Regions from separate parts of the Danio rerio genome. Here region 2 is linked to region 1. Evidence: chromatin contacts called from public HiChIP or PLAC-seq data. All regions are on one chromosome and are shown on one strand. Each heading gives the region's core, a stretch centred on a gene start, on an enhancer-like site or on the middle of the called end of the contact. The rest is flanking DNA. Distances are from core to core; before and after follow the strand shown. Region 1 holds the start of si:ch211-14c7.2. Region 2 holds the start of irf2bp1 (interferon regulatory factor 2 binding protein 1).

The links. HiChIP or PLAC-seq counts read pairs in DNA pulled down with a chosen protein or histone mark.
Region 2: an H3K4me3 HiChIP or PLAC-seq map of gastrula embryo shows a contact between it and region 1, with 2.6 times the contacts expected there. The contact joins the promoter of irf2bp1 here to the promoter of si:ch211-14c7.2 in region 1. A contact is called at or near these places in 1 of 18 Hi-C or Micro-C datasets (an unstated tissue) and 2 of 4 datasets of contacts at active chromatin or transcription factors (embryo and gastrula embryo).

The regions. Positions count from the first base shown.
Region 1 is chr18:49,208,444-49,214,240 of GRCz12tu, forward strand. It overlaps si:ch211-14c7.2, which reads right to left and starts at 1,332. Exons shown (of 6, transcript XM_001920354.7): 1 at 1,039-1,332. prx (periaxin) reads right to left here. Exons shown (of 8, transcript XM_068214972.2): 8 at 3,309-5,797. The coding sequence ends at 4,358.
Region 2 is chr18:49,369,465-49,375,948 of GRCz12tu, forward strand. It overlaps irf2bp1 (interferon regulatory factor 2 binding protein 1), which reads right to left and starts at 2,321. Exons shown (of 2, transcript NM_001044354.2): 1 at 331-2,321. The coding sequence starts at 2,160. The coding sequence ends at 343. slc19a3b (solute carrier family 19 member 3b) reads right to left here. Exons shown (of 5, transcript NM_001044707.1): 4 at 3,548-3,689; 5 at 3,115-3,306. The coding sequence ends at 3,115.

The sequences.
Region 1 (5,797 bases), core at 82-2,581:
AAGACACTTCTATACAGCTTAAAGTGACATTTAAAGGCTCAACTCGGTTAATTAGGTTAACTAGGCAGGATAGGGTAATTAGGCAAGTTATTGTATAATGATGGTCAAAAAAAAAAAAAAAAAGCTTAAAGGGGCTAATAATTTTGTCCCTAAAATAGATCAAAAAAAAATCAAAAACTGATTTTATTCAAGCCGAAAAAAAACAAATTAGACTTTCTCCAGAAGAAAAAATCTTATTAGACATACTTTGAAAATGTCCTAGCTTTGTTAAACATCATTTAGGAAATACTTGAAATAATTTAAATAAAAATAAAGGAGGGCTATAATTCAACTGTATATACAGTTGAAGTCAGAATTATTAGCCCCTTTGATTTTTTTGTCTTTCTAATATTTCCCAAATGATGTTTAACAGAGCAAGGACATTTTCACAGTATGTCTGATAATATTTTTTCAGGGGGGCTAATAATCCTAACTTCAACTCTGTGTGTGTGTGTGTATATATATATATATATATATATATATATATAGTATATTTTATTTTTAGTTATTGCAGCTATAATTAAATGATATTGTCATGTCATAAAATATCCATTTAATTTAATAAAATAATTTTTATATTTTATTTTGTAACAGTTTAATTTAAAATGTTTAGTACACATCTACACAAATTCTTTGTTTAAAATGGATTATATTCAATATTAGAACAATTATTACTTTAAGCAATCATACATTGTATACGATATAATCTATATTTCCCTCAGATTTTGTTCGCCTGTCACAAACTATGTCATGATGATCATACAGAGGATGCTGTATTACGTAGTCTACACACACACAATACGTGATCGCATCACTTGCACCAAATCGGGGGAGTCTATCATTAACTAACACTTGCCCACACAGATGAATCCTTACATGAAGCATCCTCGAGGAGGGGGAATTATCCGCATCGCTCCTTTTCGCGTTTTAATACCAGATTATACCCCTACATTTTAAATAACAAATACCCGGGGTCTGTCTTTCTTTGTGCCCGCTTACCTTTACAGTGTGCCAGTCATTTTCCTCGTGCCGAAAGCGATGTCACGAATCACACAATTCCAGCTGTCGTACGTTGTGAAGATGCTTCTGGGCTGAAGGATTTTGCCTTTAACCTTCATGAGGATTTTAGACTGCGCGGAAATTAAGATATCCATTACACCGCTACGTTTAAGGCAGCATATCCGAATACAGACCTACGAATTTTAGTGAAGCCTATTAAATCCCATGTTCATCCTGTGTGCTGAACGTCACGCTACACCTCCGTGTCTCCCCATAGCGCAGGCTGCTTTTACTGGCGATGCAACGCAGATCCTCCGCAATCCCGCGCGTGCGCTCAGCTGACCAATAGCGCGCACGCTGCCGGTGCGTCCACGTTTACGCACGAGCACGACACGCACACGCGCCAACATTACCTCATTATAGCATCTTCATTTACATCTTCAGTCAGTTCTGGTGGGTACAGTAGGTCACCTTGTGTCTTCACCCTTTTGAATCCCTTGTGCACCGTCTCTTTTGGTAGACTTCTTTCTTTTACGCGCGTAATGGCAACTTAAAATGAAAGTTTTGAAACGAGACGTCCCGTTTTGTTGTCTGCTTCCAATTGACAGACTTTGTGGTGAGGTTTTAAGTCACTTTTTGAGAGGAAAATGTCAAAATTTAGGTGAACATGTTTATTTTCATTCATTTATCCATTCATTCATTTTCATTTCAGCTCAGTCCCTTTATTAATCAGGGGTCACCACAGCGGAATGAACTGCCAACTAATCCAGCATATGTTTTACGCAGTGGATGCCCTTCCAGCCGCAACTCAACATTGGGAAACACCCAGGAGCACAACTACACATTTACTGAGGGGTATGCAGGTTCCACCACCACCACCACCGCCAATCCAACTAGGCTATGTTATAACAACAAAGTGATAGTGCTAAAATTTTGCATCAATATATTAAAGATATTTTTTCCTCGTCAACATGATTCAGACAAATACATTCACAATTCTGAACACAACTGAAATAATATGAAGTAGTAAAAGTATAATTACACTAAGCCTGTTAAATCACAAAGAATTACATCTCATCCCAACCCAAATTTCTTCTCAATTTTAATTTCCTCACTAAATGATTATAGCACCTTGACGTCCCTTGCTTTTGTATTTTTTGTACATTTGATAGATAGATATGGAAGTCCTAAAGCGCAAAAGAAAATAAAAATGCAATCACTTCTCATATGCGAGGTGTAAGGTCTGTCTTTGCATTAACAATTGTCTGAAACTGCTATTACACCTCTCAATCTGAAATAAAAAAGATTTTAAAATCTTTAGGGTAAAAAATAAACCAAGACAATCATCCTAAAATGTTCTATTTTATCAAAACGTTATGGGTAAAACATTTTTTTTTGTAACTAAAACTAATTTGAGCAAATAAAAGTTACCAAAAGGCCTGATATATCAATATAACACATAATACATTCATAAAAACATCTATATGGCATGAAAATGGATCTTGATAGAAGGATAATAAACATTTCAGTTCCAAAAAAGTCTAAATATTATGACTATTTGTTCATGTGTCAGTTATAACTTTGGATTTGTGGGGGAAACTGGAGCACCCGAAGAAAACCCACGTCAAAACGTGAGAACATGCAAACTCCACACAGAAACACCACATGGCCAAGCCGGGGCTTGAACCAGTGATGTTGTTGCTGTGAGGCGACAGTGTTAACCACTGTGTCACCCAAATTATCACTACAAATGATAATCTTTGATATGTCACCTATATCACAGTACATTGTGTTGCTACAACAAGAGTTTTATTTTTAAAGGTATAATAATGAAAACAGGTGCTCTCGTTTCCCCCACAATCCAAAGAGATGTGCTATAGATGAATTAAATGTACCAAACTGGCAGTGGTGTATGGGTGTCAATGAGTGGACAGGGCAACTGGAAGGGCGTCCGCTGTGTAAAACAAATGCTGGATAAGTTGGTGGTTCATCCCGCTATGGCGACCCCTGATGAGTAAAGGGACTAAGCCGCACTAAGCTGCACTATTTTTGAAGTCAGAATTTCCACTGTTTTTTCATCTGGATGTTATTTTTATTAGTCACAAAACATTTTGTGTGTGTTCAGTATTACTGTATGTTGCAATGTTGAGTAGTGTTCATTGTTATGCCTGCTGTATCCCTGGAATGGACTGTTTATCGTTAGCGATGCCACACTAGTGGAATTATGTGCAAATGAATAAGGAAAAGGATCAGGAAAAATAAGCTACAACTGATTATAATGTTAACGTTTTATTTAAGTGTTCTATTTTTGCATTAGATAGAGATAAGCATCCTCAAAATGACGGTTTCAGAAAAGCAACACATTACAAACATGCAGTTCAGTACTGAAACCTTAAATATACATATAAAACAGCTGACGTTTAGGCTACTTCTACAACCAAAACAACAAATAGGTTTAAGTTTAAAAAATAAAATACAAGAAAAAAAAATCACACTCAAAGTTTTCAATTCAGAGCCTTCCCTGTGAATAGAAATGCTGTCTGGTACAGCTTTTCACAAGAAATGTAAAGGGAGAAATCGTTGTATTTTTTTTAATGTATTTAAAAGTCACAAAAATGTGCATCACAAAAGTACTCAACATCACAAGCTTTTTTGTGTGTCTTTTCTGTACAGATCGTGCATATAAATATGTAAAAATAGTACATATATTTGTAATAATATCTAAAATAAACACAATTCCATAACAACACCCAAAAACCACAGAAACAAACCAGGCATCAAAAAAAAGCAATATAATATTTTCAAAATGCTTTAAAACTCTTCAATATAAATGGCATACGGTGCCAGGATTGCACAAGAAACGCAAAAACCAAAATAAATTCAATGTCTTTAAATATCTTTGGGTCTGGGCATGTGTAATGCATGTGTACATGTGTGATCTGAGACAGATCTTTACAAATATATCAGTTCGAAGTGTCATACAGAGTGGCAAAACATGAAAATAAGGTCTACAATAAATAAATAATACTGTTTGTAACTACATATTTGCTGTGTTTGCCTAAATCAGGGTCCTGGAGGGCGGGTGTCCTGCATAGTTTAGTTCCAACTTGCTTCAACACACCTGCCTGGGAGTTTCTAGTATACCTACTAAGAGCTTGATTAGCTGATTCAGGTGTCTAATTGAGGTTGAAACTAAACTTTGCAGGACACCGGCCCCCCAGGACCAAGTTTGGACACCCCTGGCCTAATAGAACAAATCATTTTTGCAAAAATATATTTGAGCCAATATATTTCCCTACCTATTCAGTAACTGAGATGCTTATTGTTTGGAGCTGCTAGTTTTTGTTTCTGTATACTTTGTCATCTTAGTCACTACAGTACGAGTTCCCTCTGTTTTGCTTGTCGTATGCTCCGAGGACATTTCCTGGGTCAAATATTCAACGCTTGGCATCTTCACATAGAAACCTCCAGAGGCTTGCTCACTAGAGCCAGGAATAGAGGACTTGCTTGCTTTCGGAGAGCTTTCTGGAGTGATGTGAAGGATGCCGGTAGAATGGGGACTGAGGGTTACTTTGGGTACTTTGAACCATGTCGTCTCCTCTCTTTCTTCACTTTTCTTTAAAGAGACAAATCCAGCTGATTCAATGTGTGCTGGCGACTCTGATCCCTCCCGTTCTGCCAACATTTCAGTCCGTGCTTTTGAGGACACTAAAGTGCCAATCTCCTGTACCTCCTCATCCTTCCCTGGTTTCTTCTTAAGACCTGGGAAAGACATTGTGCTTGATGTCGTCTTTGTCTCCTTGGTCTCTTTGAGTTCCCATGAGGTCTCTTTCCTCATGCTTATTTCCAGTTCCTCTTCTGTGTCTTTTGAATATGGTGAGAAAAACTCCAACTTGGGCAATTTAAGCTTCCCAAACTTTGCTCTTTCATCTTTGTCGCCGCCATTTAGACTTGGACTTGCTCCATCATCAGACCCACTTGGTGTTACATCAAACGATCCTTTTTGGCCTGATGAAAATGTGACTTTGGGCAACTTAAGCTTTCCAGTTTTTGACTTTCCTTCAAATTCAACCTCCTCTCCGTAATGTATTGCTTTCCCCTTTTCTGTTGACTTGCCAAAACTCTGCTTCATTGTGATCTTTGTCTGCTTGAGCTTTTCTTTTTCGATTTCGGCACTTGTTTCACCAGCTGCACTTGCAGAGCTCTCCGTTTGTGGATTCACCATGACAAAGACTGCTTTCGTTACCTTTGGCAAACGTGGGCCCTCGTATTCTACTTCAGAGTCTACAGGTATTGAGTGACCTTTTATCTGAAGTGGCGTGATGTTGGCTTCAGGTGACGTTAAAGAAGGGAGAGGTATCCCAAACTTTGGAATTTTGATTTTCTGCTTTTTGTCTCCTTCAGAAAAGTTAGTTTCAACTTGGGCTGTGCCAATGTCAAAATCAATTTCAGGAATTTTTGGTGCTTGTAAATCAGCTTTTAAGTTCGCATCAGCTCCTTTCTCAGTCTTGTTTATGTCAGTTCCTGATGCAGATACCTTTACTTTTGGCATTCCGATATTAAATTTAGACCCTTTAACTTTTGGCCCCTTTGGATCTTGCGGTTCATTCTTCTTTTTATTCTTTTTGTTCCTTTTTCCTTTTTTCGACAAGTCAAGATCCAGCCCTAGGTCTGCACCAGGGATCTCTATATCTGTAGTTTGCATTGTCAACGTTTTATCCTCATCAGACAACTCTGCATCTTTAGACATTCCTATATG
Region 2 (6,484 bases), core at 1,071-3,570, 160 kb after region 1:
TCAGTTGTGCATTTCCATTTTATTTACACTTTTAAACTCAAAACAAACTAAAATATCTTTCTTTATCTCTCTCTTCTTTCTCTTTTATATCTAAACTAACTAGAAGTTGTCTAATTATTTGCATGTCTCGTCATTTTGATTGTTTTTAATGTCGTCATTTCACTTTGGATTAAATGTTGAATGTAAATCTAGGACTTGCTGCTACATTTATCATCATCAGTGTTGTGGAACAAATTAATTTGTAGTTCAAAACAAGACTTTAAATTGGAAAATAAATGTTCCCCCATTCAATTTCATGCATGCTTTAGGGATAAAGCCATGGAGTCAAACCTGCTGGTGGCGTTAGGGGTCTCTTTCCTTCTTCACCTTCACATCACCGGCCAGGATTGTGGAGATCTCGCCCTGCATGAAGGCCCACGGCACGTTGGAGCCCACGAGAGGGCACTTCTCTCCACTGGGGCAGTACACCTCACTCCCTGGGCCCTGTCTGCGGATGAAGTCCCGGGTGCAGGGGAAGCAGAACTTATGCCCGGCCACTGATGGACACTGGACGAAGTGGGTGTCCTCCAGACGCTCCTGGCATATGGTGCAGCACAGAGGGGCACCGCCACCGCCAGCTGAACCCTCACCCCCCATAACTGCACTCTGGTCAGTGACGGTGGCCGGGCCTCCTGTGCTGCTGCCAGCAGACGGTTCTCCATTTCGGGACGCCAGTCTCCGCTGACCACCACCAGGTGAAGGACTGGTGCTGTTCTGCCGGCCTGCATTGGCAGAGTGCCCGCTGCTGCCTGGACCATCTTTCGAGGAGGCAGTGCCAACATTGTCAGCCACACTCATGAGCGCTGTGATGGGTGACGGGTCACTACCGTGGCCCTCTGGAGCCTGTCCTGCGCTGGCTAGTGAGGTGGCTGGCATGTGCCCGGGAATGCCAGGATACGCACTGAGCGGCCAGTGCTGCCGCAGCTCCTCAGAGCTCATCCTCTCTGCGCCGTCTGGGTCAGGTGATGCTTTGCGTCTGCGTACTCTGGGTTGTGTTGGGCGGCCGATGTGGCAGAGAGCAGTGGGCAGCATGGAGCAGCTGGCATCCAGGTACGGCTGTGGGAGGGCATCTGGGGCTGGCATTTCTTTGAATGCCCGCACTGCATCGCTGAGGAGCTCTGACAAGAGGCGCCAGTCACCGGTGCCATGCCTTTTTTCATACTCAACATACTTGTAGCCTGAATTAATGACCTTGCCGGTGTCTTTCTGAGAGTCGTGGAACATATGCTTGACCAGTGCCAGTATGCTGGGAAACACATTACCAGAGCCGCACGGGTACTCGATGAAGATCTTCAGCTCAAACTCCACCATCAGCTTGGCGTCAAACGCGAAAACCCTTCCCACCAGGCCGTGGTCCTTCTTGAAGCGGACATTGAACGGGGTGCAGCCAGATAGGGTGTGCAGGGCATCCCGCATGGGTTTAGGGCGTCCTGCCCAGTCGTCTGCCCGGTTGCGCACGCTTTCAGAGAGCTCTGCCAGGGCTTCAGCATTCCTCTGCTTCTCCTTGAACTCCTTTTCGAACTCGGGGGCCATGAAAGACGGCACACCCACACTCAACCCCATGCTCAGGGCCTGTCTTTTGCTGATTTCATTCAGCATGGGGGCAGGAATGGTCAAGGCGGCACTGCCAGCTCGGGGATTAAGGGGCATTGCGGTCAGCAGGCCGTGAGGTGCTCCCACGAGCCCTTGGGCCATCAAATTGGGTGGCACAGCCCCCACCAAAGTCCTCCTCGCAGTAGGGCTCTGCCTACTAACCTCAGGCGGACCTCCGTCTTCTAATCTGGGCAGCCCGTTGGGCAGCCTGGCGGACACATACTCGCCCCTTCCCCGTTCGTATCGCTCGGAGGGCGGTCTGCCGGCCTCCATAGGACCCTCCTTACCCGCAGGACCGTGTTTACCGCCGGGCTGCGGACCCGGAGACCTGCCGTCCTGCATCACATGTGTCCGCTTGAGCTGCCGCGCGGTGTCGATGAGCAGCTCTATCCGGTCCGCGCCCTCGTAGTTGACGCAGCCTCTGCACACCGCCTCGCTAAAGTCCCAGATCATGGCCCACGGCATCTTCGGCAGGTCGCAGAGGTAGCACCACTGCCGCCTGGAAGATGCCTGCGAGGAAGAGGACATATTTGATAGGCCCTCGCGATCTTGCGTTCTCAAATCCACCCTGAATCTCGTTCACAGCCAGCCTCCGAGTGTTCGCGGTCGATTATTCCCTTGTTACGGACGAGTATATGCCACTCTGTGGGATTTTGTGTCATTCAGGATCGAGGTGTTTGATGTTTCAGCCAAATCGTCTGGGCCGCAGAGTTTCTCCTGGAAGACGTTCCAAAAGTTACGCAACTCTGCGCCGCGGAATCATGGGAGATGTAGTTTTCAGCCGCTGATCGCGCTCTTCCTTCGTAGCGCTTTTGCCTAAAAAAACTCGATTCTTTATGCGAAAATAAAATCTCCAAATATTTATTATAGAAAGGTAATATACATTACAACACCTCTGCACTTCCTCTGGCCTATATGCTTATTTTATTAACCGAGGGACATAAATAGTATGCGTCTACTTCAGCATTCATTCATACAACGTATTTTAAAAGATTAAACAACATCTGTATTGTTTTATATTGCACTGTGATGTTGGCTTATGAAAACATAACTGTAATGATCACAGCATAGTCATGCTAAACAAAAGCAGCCCGGTAATGTAGATACATTTGAACACTTGTAATGTTACTGCAAACAAAGCTGTTCGACTGCAAATCCCAGATTGCAAACAGTCGACGCCACTTCCGCTATTCCTAGCGCCCTGTTACAAAAACTTCCGGTGTTATATTCCAGTCCAAATGACGTCCTGGTTAGCGGTTTCGCTTTTTGATTCTGTTCATAAGAACGACGCACACATGCCATTTTACTCCTTAGACACGACGTTAGCATGTTAACAATTTTACAGGCAGCAATCTTATTGTTTTATTTCATCGATTGGTGAAAATATGCTGATTTAAACAGGAAACAACGAATGAGTTTGAGTAGTTTTACTGAATGAATAAATAATAATCATACATATATCATGCAACATACAACAACCTACTACAGCGCAGTTTCAGTGTAAGCCTGTAGCGCGGATTGTTCTTTGTTTTGTAGTGATGATGATGATGATGATGATTGTGTTTCCTGTTTTCCACTTGTGTCTGATTTCCGTTGATCCTCCATGATGACAGTAAGCGCCTCTGTGTTTGTAACTGTAGACGTGCAGAAATGCTTACAAACAGTGTAAAGCCCCTGGATGAGGAACAGTACAGAGATTATGCTGTAGTATCCTCCATATACAAGAAACTAGAGGGAGAAAATGAAATATAATGTAACTCATTAAATGGATTACACACACAGAGAGAGACATAGAGAGATCTGCATTCTCCAAAGCCTGATATAGATCTAATATTAACAAGCACATGTAAACAGTTTTAAATGTTCAAAAGCAAATGTCTTCTGTTGTTTCATATGCCGGTGTGGTGAGGTGTACCTGTGTTGCAATGTCCAGTCCCAGAGCTGTATTGTCCACCACGATGGCAGTAAGTATTGTTTGAAGAGTTAGAGCAACAAAAGAGTTAATGCCAAAAGTCAGAGCGTAACATTCCATGGAGAGGTTCACCGCTATCTGAAACCTTCCACAGAAAGAAAAAGCGTTGATTTCAAGTCTGACAAACTTGTGGAGCACAACACTGGCCCGAGTCTGGAGTCTTCATAACTTTTCAGTTTCAAAACAACCAGATTTCAGGCCCAGATCTAAAAATCTGCTTTACTGTCATACAAGTTACACAAAATATTTTGGTGTCAAATTTCAGACAGTCATAAATACAAAAAAATCAAGCACATTACACACTGGGAAATAATGGATAATTGGATTTAACTTTTTTTTCTTTTTGCAATTTATATGGGCTGATTTTAAACATTAAATTTAGTAATGTTTAACTTAATTTGTTTGTTTAAATTCAGCCATAATAACCATCACCATGTTTTCAGTGCAGGAATGAGCATCAAATAATAATAATAATAATAACTAGATTATTAAAGTTCGTCGAGACAAACTTTAGGCTGGCTTGAGAAAGTCTGTTGGAAATAGTTTGTTTAGTTTAAACAGTTTTAAAAAGTATGAAAAGATGAAAAGTTGATAGATAGATAGATAGATAGATAGATAGATAGATAGATAGATTAAAACAGTTTATAGATAGATAGATAGATAGATAGACAGACAGACAGACAGATAGACAGACAGACAGACAGACAGACAGACAGACAGACAGACAGACAGACAGACAGACAGACAGACAGACAGACAGACAGACAGACAGAGAGAGATAGATAGATAGATAGAAGCAGTTTGAAAAGGATAGATAGATAGATAGATAGATAGATAGATAGATAGATAGATAGATAGATAGATAGATAGATAGATAGATAGATAGATAGATAGATAGATAGATAGATTGTTTCTCAAGCCAGCCTAATAATAATACATATATACAGTTGATGTCTGAATTATTAAACTTTCTGAATTATTATTTCTCTCCCCAATTTCTGTTTAAAGGAAAGAACACTTTTTCAGCACATTTCTAAACATTATAGTTTTAATAACTCATTTCTAATAACTGATTTATTTTATCTTTGTCATGATGACAGTAAACAATATTTTACTAGATATTTTTCAAGACACTTCATTACAGCTTAAAGTGACATTTAGCTTAACCAGGGTAATTAGGTTAACTAGGCAGGTTATTGTATATCGATGGGTATTCTGTAGACTATCTAAAAAAATATAGCTTAAAGGGGCTAATAATTTTGACCTTAAAATGTTTTTTTTTTTTTTTTTTTAAATAAAAACAGTTTTTATTTTAGCCAAAATGAAACAAATAAGACATTCTCCAGAAGAAAAAAATATGATCAGACATACTGTGAAAATTTCTTTGCTTTGATAAACATCATTTGGGAAATGTTTAATCTTGTCAGGCATATAATCATTTTTTATGATATTTTAAAAATACTTTTGTCATTTTACATCTTAATACTTGCCAACTTTCCTTCTAACCATAGGTTTTACCAATTTGTTAGTACATCATAGAACCTTTTTAATAATTTTAAATTTAATAATATTATTAATAAATTATTTGCATATACGGTAATGATGATGTAAATATTAATAATGATAACAATAAAATCACTAGGAGGAGTCTGTTAAAATACAACCCCTGGAAATGGCAAAACTGCACTTTTTTGGCACAGGAACTTAAAAATATCTGAATTCCTGTTGGATTTGAGATTTTGCTTTAAGAGACTTTTTTGTATTGGCATGTTTGATGTGTGTGCCAATTTTCATATGTGTGCGTATGTCATAGCTCGGGGGCCAGTCAAAAACACATAGGTGGCGCTGTTGAGTCATTATACCACACCCACTTCCGAAACCTAAAACTAACGTAAATTTTCGGCACTTCTGGGGCGTGCGCAAAGTTTTGAGTTTTTGGGCATGTTTAGTCCCTCAAAATCACGATTCATTCCAGCGAATAAAAGTAACAATAATATTAAACCGAGCAATTCCAATAGGGTGCTCGGTCCCTAATATATAACATTAAAGGGAGAGTTTAGCTAAAAATGAAAATTTTCTTAGTATTTATTCTCAGGTGGTTTAAACCCTTTACGAGTGTTGAAAATATTTTGAAAAAAAAAAGCTGAAAACCTGTAACCGTGGACTTTCTATAAGAAAAACCAGCCTGATCTTACGAGGAATTGTAAGTATTTAACGTTTTGTCAGTTTAGTGGCTAATTCCTCAGAGTTCAGTCGTACGAAAATATACAATTTTAAAAAAGAGGCATGGCTTCCAACCCCACCCCTAACCCCAATCGTCTTTGGGGGATGAGCAAATCGTACTAAATTAGCCACTAAATTAAAAAGTTACGAATTGCTGTGAGATTGAGTTGGAAATACAAATACTAATGAAGTCAATGGTTACAGATTTCCAGCTTTCTTTCTTCCAACAGAATATCTTCTTTTGTGTTTAGTTGAAGAAAGAAATTCATAAAGGTTACTGGAAAAAAGTTAACCTAAAATTGTAAAACAACTTGCTGCAGATATTAATGAGCCGACTCAAGTTAAATCAAGTCAAGTGCAGTAATGTAATGTGTGTATTTATATAGCACATTTATTGTGGATGGCCATACACCCAAAGCGCTTCACAATCATGAGGGGGGTCTCTCCACACCACCACCAGTGTGCAGCATCCACTTGGATGATGCGACGGCAGCCACAGGACAACAGCGCCAGAGCGCTCACCACACACCAGCTATTGGTGGAGTGAAGTGACAGTGATAGAGCCAATTCGGTAGAAGGGGATGATTGGGAGGCCATGATTGTAAGGGCCGATAGAGGGACTTTGGCCAGGACACTGGGGTTACACCCCTGCTCTTT